Linked DNA regions of Canis lupus: region 2 is linked to region 1. A link is a contact called in public Hi-C data. All regions are on one chromosome and are shown on one strand. Each heading gives the region's core, a stretch centred on a gene start, on an enhancer-like site or on the middle of the called end of the contact. The rest is flanking DNA. Distances are from core to core; before and after follow the strand shown.

Region 1 (5,055 bases), core at 1,491-3,990:
ATGGAGCCTGCTTTTCCCTCTGCCTGTGTCTCTGCCTCTCTCTCTGTGTCTTTCATAAATAAATAAAAAATCTTAAAAAAAAGTGGGGATAATCATAAAACCTTAATGCATAGGGCTGTATTAAGTAAATTGATATTTGTAAAGTGCCCGGAGCAATGTTTGGCACATGGTAAATACTCTAAAGTGCAAACCCTGGCATTTGATGTCTTAGGAGGCTTTTCCTAACCTCCAGGATTATAAAAATATTTTCCTGTTTTTTTTCTAATGCTTTTATCGTTGTATTCCATGCGTTTAGATCCTTAACCCATCTGGAATTTATTTTAAGGCATGAGATATGGAAACAACTTTTTTCTCCCAAATGAATAGCCAGCTGTCTCACCCCAGTTTAGTGAATATGCCATTCTTCCTTCATTGACTTGAATGCTATCCTGTGAGTCTATATCTGGACTCCCTATTTCACTGCTCTATCTAGTATTATCGCACCAATAACATAATTTTAATTAGTGTAACATAAATTACCAGTTAAGACAAATGCTTGCTTTATTCTTATTTATCAGAATTTTTCTGGCTATCCTTGTAAGTTGATTCTTCTGATTGGTTAGAATCCAATTCCTCTCCCCCGAAAAAGTCCCATTGTTATTTATTTTTAAGGACTAGTCAGGTGCAGTAGTGAGGATGGGGGAAAGAGTAGAAAGGAGTTCGATCTGTAACTGTGAACTATCACTTGAGATAACCTACTACCTTGGACCAGCCTCCCATTGCTACTTTGATATGGTGCTAAAATTATAGACAATTTGCAGAGAAATAACATCTTAATTTGTTTTAAAGATTTTATTTATTTATTTGACAGGGAGAGAGAGAGAATGTGCACACAGGGGAAGCAACAGGCAGAGGGAGAGGGAGAAGCAGGCTCCCCGTGGACTAGGGAGCCCAATGTAGGACTTGATCCCGGGACTCTGAGATCATGACCTGAGCCGAAGGCAGATGCTTAACCAACTGAGCCCCCAGGCGCCTGAAACATCTTTATAATGATGGTTTTTCCCACCTAGTATTTGGTGTACCTCTTTCATTCTTTCTAGCCTTCTTCAACATCTTCCTAAAATTGTCTTTATATTAGCTTCTTTTAACACATAGCATTCATGCCACACAGATCACTACCTTTCGGTTCCAAAATCACATTAGATATGTAGCAAGGTGTATCTCATTACCTTCTGGTCATGACCCTTTGACATCGTGATTCATGAGTCTAAAAGAAATGCATGATCAAAAGCTTGAAAGGGATGAAGGGTGAGCTTAAGAGGTGGTGACAGAACTGCCTCTGTTTGAACGTTAAAGATTATCCCAGAGACTGTCATTTTTTGGCAAATGGAACAGTGGGGGGATAAATATGAAGTTAGTTCATTTGGGTGGGAAAGACGTGCAAGAAGGAGAAATACCTTAGCTCCTTAAGTCCAGAAATGTCAGGCACCCATCATCCTCTCCCCATCCCATCCACTCTGCCCTAGAAATGGCTCCTTCGCCTGGCCTCTCTTCTCCTCTTTAGTTTTAGCCTCGACAGCCTTGCCCCACTCTCTCCACCGTCCACATTGCCCAGGATTATCCTCCTGAAGGAGAAATCTCACTGTGCCATTCTTTAACTGGATCCACACATCCTGCTCCGCAGAAGACCTTGTCCCTTCACCTGCTATGCGGAATCCTTCACACCCTGTTCCAGTCCCCCTCTCCACCTCACCTCTCCTGCGGTGGAACCCCACAAACTCTTCGGAAGAGGACACGACTTGCCTTTCTGTGGCTTTGCAATACCTTTTCTCAACCTCTGGCCACCCTTAGAAATATTGTCCTCAAATGTCTCCTCTTCTGGACTGCGTACCCTCCCTCCGCCCTTGCCCCAGTTAAGCGCTGGTAGTTGCTTTGCCTTCTGGGTTATACCTCCACTTTAGTGTTCTTGGGATCATAAGACCTGTTTTATGTGTCTCCCAAAGTGTCCTAGAAAGCAGGGGCCCTGGGAATTCGTGTCTGTGTCCCTATCGCCTAGAACAGTGACTAACACGAAATAGGCATGGATGCATGGATAGATGGACGGATGCACACATAGACGGGAGCATAGGTGCATGGACGGATGCCGGCTGTGATGAGAGCAGATGGAAGAGATGGGTAGTCAGAGAACACAGGCAAGCAACCCTGCAGATGTGGGACAGACAGCAGAGGGAGCTGACACACCACAGTAAGGAAGCGGACGGACGAGCCGACGGAGGCTGAGAGCCTTGAGGTGAGCGGCGCGCGCGCCGGAGCGAGCATCACGCAGCTGGGGCTCCTCCCCCACGTGTGCATCCCCGCATCCTTCTCCCCACACCGCGCCGGGGCTCCTTCCTCCGCTTCCACCGCCCGCGTAGCCCCCACTGCCTCCGAGAAAGCAAACAAAGGGGAGGGGACCCCCGAGGCGCCCTGGCCGCAGGGAGCCAATCACCGGGCCCTCGCCCTCCCGGCGGGCGGGCACCTCGGTTCCGGGGAGCCCAATCGGTTCCCGCCGGGGGCGTGGAGGGGCGGAGAGATGGGCGGGCAGAGCGGGCACCGGGGACCGCGCGCGCCGGAGGGACCCCTTGGGAGCGCGGGGCGGGGCCGCGGCGGGGCGGGCACGGGGGCGGAGCCAGTCGGCGCGGCGCGCGCGGTCTGGGCTGACGCATCGGGCCCCGGTTCCCCCGGTTCGGAGGGGGCTCGAGGGGCGGGGGAGGGAGCGAGCGCGGAGGGCGCGCGTGCGCAGTGGCGCGGGGAGGAGCAGGCACCCGGCGGCAGGCGGGGAGGCTGCGAGCAGCCGCGAACCGGGCGGGCGCGCGCACCATGGGGGAGAAACCGGGCACCAGGTAAGGGAGGTGGGGCCCCGCGGCGGGACGTGGGCGGCGGCGCGGGGCGGGGGCCGGGGCGGTCCTGGGACCAGGACACCGGGGGAGAGGACCGGGGGGGCCGGGTCCCCGGGGGGACAGCCATCTGGGGCCGCGCGCGTCGGTCCTCGAGGATAATGAGGGGGACGCATGTGGGGCCCTTGCAGACGGCGAGGGCTGGAGGGGAGCAGGAAAGCGGCGTCTGGGTTCCCGCAGGGATGTGGGGGCCGGACAACCGAGTTCTCCGGTGTAGGCTGCGATGCAGGGGCGGAGGAAGGAGGAGCAGGTGGCCGCCCCGAGGGGTCGGGTATGGGAAGGCTGGATGCTGGGAGGGGATCCCCCCTAGACTCGTGCCGAGCTGCGGGAGAGCCTCCTGGCCAATACCCCACAGGCGGTCGGGCTGTCCCAAGGGCCAGGTGGCTCTGCTTCCAAACTTCTGCCTTCCCCCAGGTTGCTAGGAGCAACAGCTTCATCTTGGGGGAGCAGAGTGCATGACGACCCCCCACCTCCATTCGGGGCCTTACCCCTCTTCCCGGAGGTGAGGGGAGACAGTATCTGCCCTGGGCACGCCATCCACTCCCCGGATGTTTTCTGTGCAATCGAGGCTCCTTCCTTCCACTGATACCCTGAGTTCTCTTTTTTGGTCTCTAGCAAAATCCACTTCCTGTTGTGGGCCAACACCCCCAGGGGGATAGTGGGTGAATGCCTGAGTCCCTGGGGAGCAGGAGCAAAGGAGGAAAAGATTGGGGCACTATGCCTTTATCCAGAAGGCATCAGGAACTGGGCCCTGGTCCCCAGACGCCTCTTTTTCTGCAAAACATTATCCTATCAGCCCCACCGCTCCCCACCCATAGAATAGGAGAACCCAGGTTTCTGAGCCTCAAGTCGAGTCATATCAGAAAGAGATGATCAGAGGCAGGACTGCTGGCCTGGATTAGGGCTTATAACACCCCCAAGAAAGGGGAAGTTGCTGAGTTGAGGGAGGCCCCCAATTTCCGTTATGTGGTTCAGGGAGGAGGATGGATGGACCAGAGGGGTACTGCTGACTTGGCATAATTCCTGCCACCCCCATCTAATTCTGGGCCACAGGAAATGGAGAGAACGTCTGCTGCTTCCAGCCCCCTCACTAGGCACCTCTGGGCACCCCCACACTCTGCCTCCTTGGCCAGCTGAGGCTCCTAAGAGCAGGTCACCCTGCAGCTGCTCCGGGGCAGTTACCCCAAAACTATAGTCCAGTGACTTTCTTCCTAATAGGAGAAACCCTGGGAAAAAAGGAAAACTAGAAGCAAAAGGGAAAGAGAGCTGGATGAAGCCATAGCTGTTCGCCCCCAGCTTGGGACAAGAGGTGGTGCTCATTGTAGCTGCCATCATTACCAACGTTTACTCTGCTTCATTAGGTTGGGATACCTGGGGACCCCCATACCCTTTGCCTCATGACCTTTGGACAGCCTGGCCTTCTGGGAAGAAGCAGCAAGTGAAGTTGTTAGAGCAGAACTGGTGGGGAGCGGGGGGCGGGGGGGGGGGGGCGGCTGGAGGAAGGATGGCCTAGTTGGCAGGACCTCACTGTCTACTATCCGAGGACTCTGCCCTGTGATGGCCACTGAGGTATAGCGGATTGGGATGGGGAAGGTCCGACCTGCAGGTGGCCAGAACATAGGGGTCACCAGACACTTGCCTACCCTCTCAGCAGTGGGTAGAGCCCAAGCTGAGATTGTTTCAGCTCCAAGGCTGGGTGTTGGGGCAGGGAGTGAGGGCAGGGAGCTCTGGCAATTAAACAAGTTTAATGCCGATTGCAGAGACAGGAGAATATGAAGTTTTAGCGATAAAGAGCATGGGCTCAGAGCCACATTGCCTCTGGTCATCTGAGTCCCACCATTTACACCCTCTGGGGTCTTATGCTCAATTCTTCAGTCCTCCATGCCTTGGTTCCCTCACTTGGAAACTAGGAACATTGGGACCTCCGTCATTGGGTCGCTAAGAATATTAAATGAGATAATACACACGAAGCTCTTAAAACAGTGCTGAGCACGGGGCATTCACCCAACAAATGCCAGCCAATGTCATCATCTCTATCGTCCGGTTGCATGGCAGTGGCAGCCCGCCCCCAGGCAGTGTGCTGGGGGTGCTTAACTGAATAAAGCTTCTAATGAAGCATCGTCTACCTAGTGAGGCAGAT
Region 2 (5,055 bases), core at 981-3,480, 210 kb before region 1:
AAGGAAGGGCTCTTACCTGGTGGTGGACAAGCCTGTCCAGAGTGTGATCCAGTGGTTTCTTGAGCTGGGGCTGTGAGGAGATGCGGGGTATTGACTGGAGCCCCACATTTGAACTGTCCTGTGACAGCAGTTGGAGAGAGCCTAGGCAGGTGGCAAGCCCAGAGAAAAAGGTTAGGAGAGATTTTGTGGAGGGAGGGTCTCACCTGGAGGACTTAGAGCCAAAGACCTTCCCCTGGAGGTGAGCCATACTGACCAGTGAGCCAAATCTAATTGTGCTGCCCCCTCACTCCCTGCTGCTGACCACCCAGGCGCAACGGCTCTGCCTCCTAGCTGAGGTTGGCCTCTACAAATTCCTGAGGTTCCAGGTTCTGTACCTGCTCTGGGGACCAGGAATGGGTCCTTCTTCACTGCCGCTGCCACTGCTGCTGGAAGCCTCGTCTCCACTGGGGAGCCGGGCTTGGGGGCAGAGTTGACCAGAATTCCTCTCCCCGGCCAGGCTCCCTGCTTGGGAGGCCTGAGAGTTTAGCACGATGAACTTGTACTTTTTCCAGTTGCAGGCCTTGGGGTCTGGGCTGCCTGGACTGGGGGGGCCTTGACTGCAGCTGCGAGACTCAGTAGGTGGATCTGGGTGCCCTTCGGAGCGCCTGGGACTGCCTGGCGGAGGTTCTGTCGGGGGTGTGGGGGGTTCCGCCTCCAAAGGTCGCAGAGAGATGCCCAGAGGTTCGTAGCTGGGACAAGTGCGATGGATGTTAGTGCTTTTTCCTAAAATTGGCCTCTGCCCTTGACACCTGGGATGCCACCTCACCCAACAGAGGACTCCGAAGCTGGGGCTCTCTCACCTGGCCTGGATGAAGCGGTGGCAGGCCTGGACCACGTGTTCCATCTGCAAGTAGGTGGCAGCCGCCAAGACGGCTGGTGCAGTGGCTGGAGAGAGGCGCAGGCGTGAAGTGTACATGAAGTCCAGAAGAGGAGCGAAGCCTCCGGCTTCTGGGCCCGCAGGCAGGGAGAGCACATCCACCCCCACTCCAGCACGGCCTCGGAAAATTGAATAAAAGAAGCCGCTGGAAAGAGGGCAGATAGGCTACTTTAGGGCCTGGGTAACCCAGGGAGACACGTGCCACCGTAGAAAGCCCCACCTCCCCCCCAATCCCCTGAGGGGCTCAACCTCCTCTGGCCTCTTTATTTATTTATTTTTTTAAAAGATTTTGTTTATTCATGAGTGACACAGAGAAAGAGGTTCCCTGCAGGGAGCCTGATGGGGGACTCCGTTCCAGGACCCCAGGATCACGACCTGAGGCAAAGGCAGATGCTCAACAATCCAGGTGCCCCAGTCTCCTGCTTCTGGAAGGCTTGGCTTGGGATCCCCTGCCAAAGACCTTCTGGCTCCACCCCTCTCCCTTCGGATCCCGCGCCACCCCCCTGAGTTACCCCTCCAACCTGCAGGCGATCAGAACCGCCTTGTGAGCTCGAAGGGGTTGCCCGCCAACCAGCAGCGTGACGTCAGTGAGGATCCCGCGGAGGCGCAGCTCGTTCAGGTTGCCGAGCACGTCGGAGGAGTGGCGAGTGAACTCGCGGACGTAGCCCAGCGCGCCCTCGGGGGTGGCGGTGGAACCCATCGCGACGCAGGCCTGCGGGCGCCCAGGGACCCAGGCGGGGCTCAGACGCCTTCCCTCCGCAGTTCGCCCCGCCTCTGCTGCAGGGCAGCGGGAGCCGAGCCCCCCACCCGCCCCGAACCGTCTAATTCTTAATGCGCTGGGCTCCCCGGAGCTAGTTCCCCCCCACCTGAGACCCCTCCAGGGTGCCTGGCGCGAGTTGGACGCTCCCAGGCCGCGGCGTCGACGCCCAGCGTAGGCAATCGGCCAGCAGCGCCCTCGGTTTGCAGCGCTCGGTGCCCGTGCAACACCCCGCTCCCCTCGGCCTCGCCGGGCGCGCGAATCTCGAGTGAGCCACCTGCCCGGACACCTCGGACGGCCTGCGGTCCGCACCCCTCCAAACCCCAACCGAACCACCGAATTCCGCTACTGTCTGGTCCCGGACCCCCTCGTCTGGAACCTCATAACTGATCTCAGTCTTCCTCTCACCAGCAACCCCTTCTTGGGGACCCAGGAGCCCGGCTCCCTCAGTCCACGGTCCTTACCCCTGTCCTGCAGGGGCTGCGGCTGCTCTTCTCAGGGGGGCGGGGTCTCTCTCCCCTGTTGGACTCCGCGCCTTTATCTGGCCGGGATGGCGGGGGCGGGGGTGGAGGTGGGGTGAACGCCTGGGTCTGTATCCTTCCTTCCTCCCGCGCTCTCCAGATGGCGAGCCCGGGGCGGGGTCTCCGGCCCGAGGGCGGGACCTCAGGGACGCCGGGTGGTCGTCACATCGGGGGTCTTGGGCCTCTGAACGTGGGACCGGGGATGGGACTCCGGAATTGGGGATATCGAGATTGGACAATGTGGGTGACCCCGGGTCGTCGAGGGGGCCTGGGGCAAGCGAAAAGCGGTGTTATTGGCTTTTGGAAAGGGGGTGCCTGTGACCTGGAGAGTAAATGGAGCACAAGTCCCCCTTCCGACGTACGGTATCGAGGGACTTAGAGGAGAGCTCAGCGAGACGCCAGGTTTGGGGAGGCCACGGTGGACTCGCGTGGGGGCTCAGATGGCGGGAGGGTGCGGTGTGAATGACAGGCTCCTGCAGCAGGGCCTACCAAAAGGGGGGCTCGGATCGGGCGGGACCTGGAGGGGACGGATGTGATTTCTAGCTCGTTTCCTTCCATTGTCATGCGACCGGACGGCTCCGCCAGCTGCTTCCCCTCGAGGAGGTGGGGAAAGCCCCGGGTGGGGGGTGGGGGTCGGGAGAAGCGCAGGAGACCCGGGCGTCGGGACTCTGGCTCCAGACTCCCTTCTGAATCCTTTTAGGGATCCAGAGAGCCAGCCTCCCGCCCAAAGGGCGCTCGCCCTCCCCCAGTGCCCGCTCACTAGGGCCTCGGGCCCCCGCCCGTCGGCTGCGCTCGGGGGCTGGCGGGGCGCCGGGGTCCAGCGCGGCAGGGAGGCGAACCCTGGCAATGTGTGACTCCTTCCACGAGGGGGCGGACGAGCTCTAGCCTCGCCTCGCGGTCTCCGCCCGGCCGGGGTCCACTCGGACCGGGGCGCAGGATCCACTAGGTCTGAGCGGCTGAAACCTTCGTCCTCCTCCCCTTTGCGCCGGGTCATGTTGTCCCTCGGCCTCCTTAGGAGGGGACGAAGGTTGGGCGAGGGGAGGGAGAGTTAGGCGACAGAGGACACTGTCCTCCGAGGCTGGGGTTCCTAATCTGGGGGTGAGAAATCCAGCGGGCTTCGGGAGCAAGGGAACTGGGGGAGGGGGGGTGGAGGGGAGACGGAGGGGAGACAAGGAGTGGGGTCTGAACCTTGGGAGCTCAGGCTTTTCTTTTTCTAATTAAGCTAGACACTATTAATCGGTCGGTAGAGTTGAATTTTTAGTGAACATTAATCCGAAAGTTGGGTGGGGTGGAAAAAGAAAGGAAAGAAGACTGGGAAGGTCTCCGGGTAAAAGCAAGGAGAGAGGGCAGGAGGGGCTGATAACCCTAATTTTAGGTTCCTGATCTGGGAGATAGGCACGGGTCTCACCCTCATATTTTGTCTGGGGAGAGTTGGGGGTGGCAATGTTTGGGGGGGGGTAGGGTGCAGAGCTATCAGTGTAGCTGCAAAGCCAGGCTGTGCATCTTGCACAGGCGCCCAGAAATGACCGCCCATCACCCATGGAGCTGTGCACCCAGGCCTGGGGTCCTCCTCTTCAGACTTGAGCATACCTTTATTTGGGTGCAGGCAAGAACTCTGAGGAACTGGGAATCCCGGATCACTAGGGATTCAGGACGGTGATGTGGCTTTGGCATGTAAGGGGTAATGGGGCGGTCTCTGCTCAGTTTGGAGGTGGGCGTCCACCTGGGGGGACTCCCTTTCCTATCAGGAGGGAGTTGATTTTGTGTTATGTGGTCGGTTGTGAGTGCATGCTTATTAGGGGATGTGGACTTAGTTTGATTGTTCTGGGCCCTGGGGGGGGGGGGCGGGGGGAGAGGGCTGCATTCAGAAGGCCTGAGGTGAGTTTGAGGCGTGGAGCTGATTTTGCAGCTCTGTTAGTTTTGGGGATTCTGACACCCATAATTTGGAGACTGTCGTCTTGGAATATCAGGACATCCCACTTGGCGTCCTTGAGGTGGATGAGGGTTTTGTTTGGGGAATTCATAGCCTTTGGTGTCTATGGATAATCTGATTTCAAGTAGAATAGTCTTGCTGATTTTGGGGTGCAGTCTGTTTTGGGAAGCCATATATGCTTCAAGGTTCAGGTTAGATTTGGGGGAACGTGAAATTCAATTTGGAGGGTTTTTTGTTGTTGTTTTTTAAAAATTAGCTTGAGGTAGAACATAATAGGAACCTGGGAGCAAGTTTGAAGGCCTTCTGTGATTGTGGGTCATTGAGGCAGAGCAAAGCTTCATATTTGAATGTTGTGGAAACTTACTTTGAGGGGGGATAGACCGCTGTATGTGTAGATAGATAGCCATGAGGCTTTTTCCAGGGAAAGACACAAGGCAAGGGACCAAGGTAGGAGACTAAAGTTTTGGGGTGTCCTTATTTCGGGGTGTTTTGTCACTCTCTGGGTGTATTTGATGAAGGCGAAGTTGATTCGAGGGTTCACTTAATTCAGAGCATGATGCTGGTTTGAGGTGTCCTTTGCTTACAGCCAGCTCTCTCTCACCCCAGAGTCAAGAAATCTCTTTCTTGCCTGAACCCCCAAATACACCCAAGGACTTGAAGGGAGAAATCCGGAAAGGTAATGGGGGCAGCACATCTCCTCTTATTTCTCTGAGGCCTGGATGAATCTGAGGGAAAGAAGGTGGTTTCAGACTCCAAACCCCCATTTCTTAAGGGAGCACACCTCACTTTCCGGGAAAGGGGGGGGGACATAGGGTGTCCCAGCTGTCAAGGAAAGACCCCAGACTAGGGTGGTGCTGTTAGAACTTGGGCGAGGGGAGGTGGTGGTGGGGTGTAAGGGGGTGATTCATGTTCCCAGAGTTTCTAGGGT

Evidence for each region. Hi-C and Micro-C count contacts between places; a contact is called where the count stands out from the background.
Region 2: a Hi-C map of skin fibroblasts shows a contact between it and region 1, with 4 times the contacts expected there. The contact joins the promoter of BCL6B here to the promoter of ARRB2 in region 1. A contact is called at or near these places in 2 of 9 Hi-C or Micro-C datasets (amygdala and skin fibroblasts).

Annotation. Positions count from the first base shown.
Region 1 is chr5:32,043,620-32,048,674 of UU_Cfam_GSD_1.0, reverse strand. It overlaps ARRB2 (beta-arrestin-2), which reads left to right and starts at 2,740. Exons shown (of 16, transcript XM_038536584.1): 1 at 2,740-2,861. The coding sequence starts at 2,839.
Region 2 is chr5:32,254,955-32,260,009 of UU_Cfam_GSD_1.0, reverse strand. BCL6B (B-cell CLL/lymphoma 6 member B protein) reads right to left here and starts at 2,230. Exons shown (of 9, transcript XM_038536603.1): 1 at 2,138-2,230; 2 at 1,438-1,628; 3 at 840-1,061; 4 at 375-728; 5 at 17-141. The coding sequence starts at 1,616.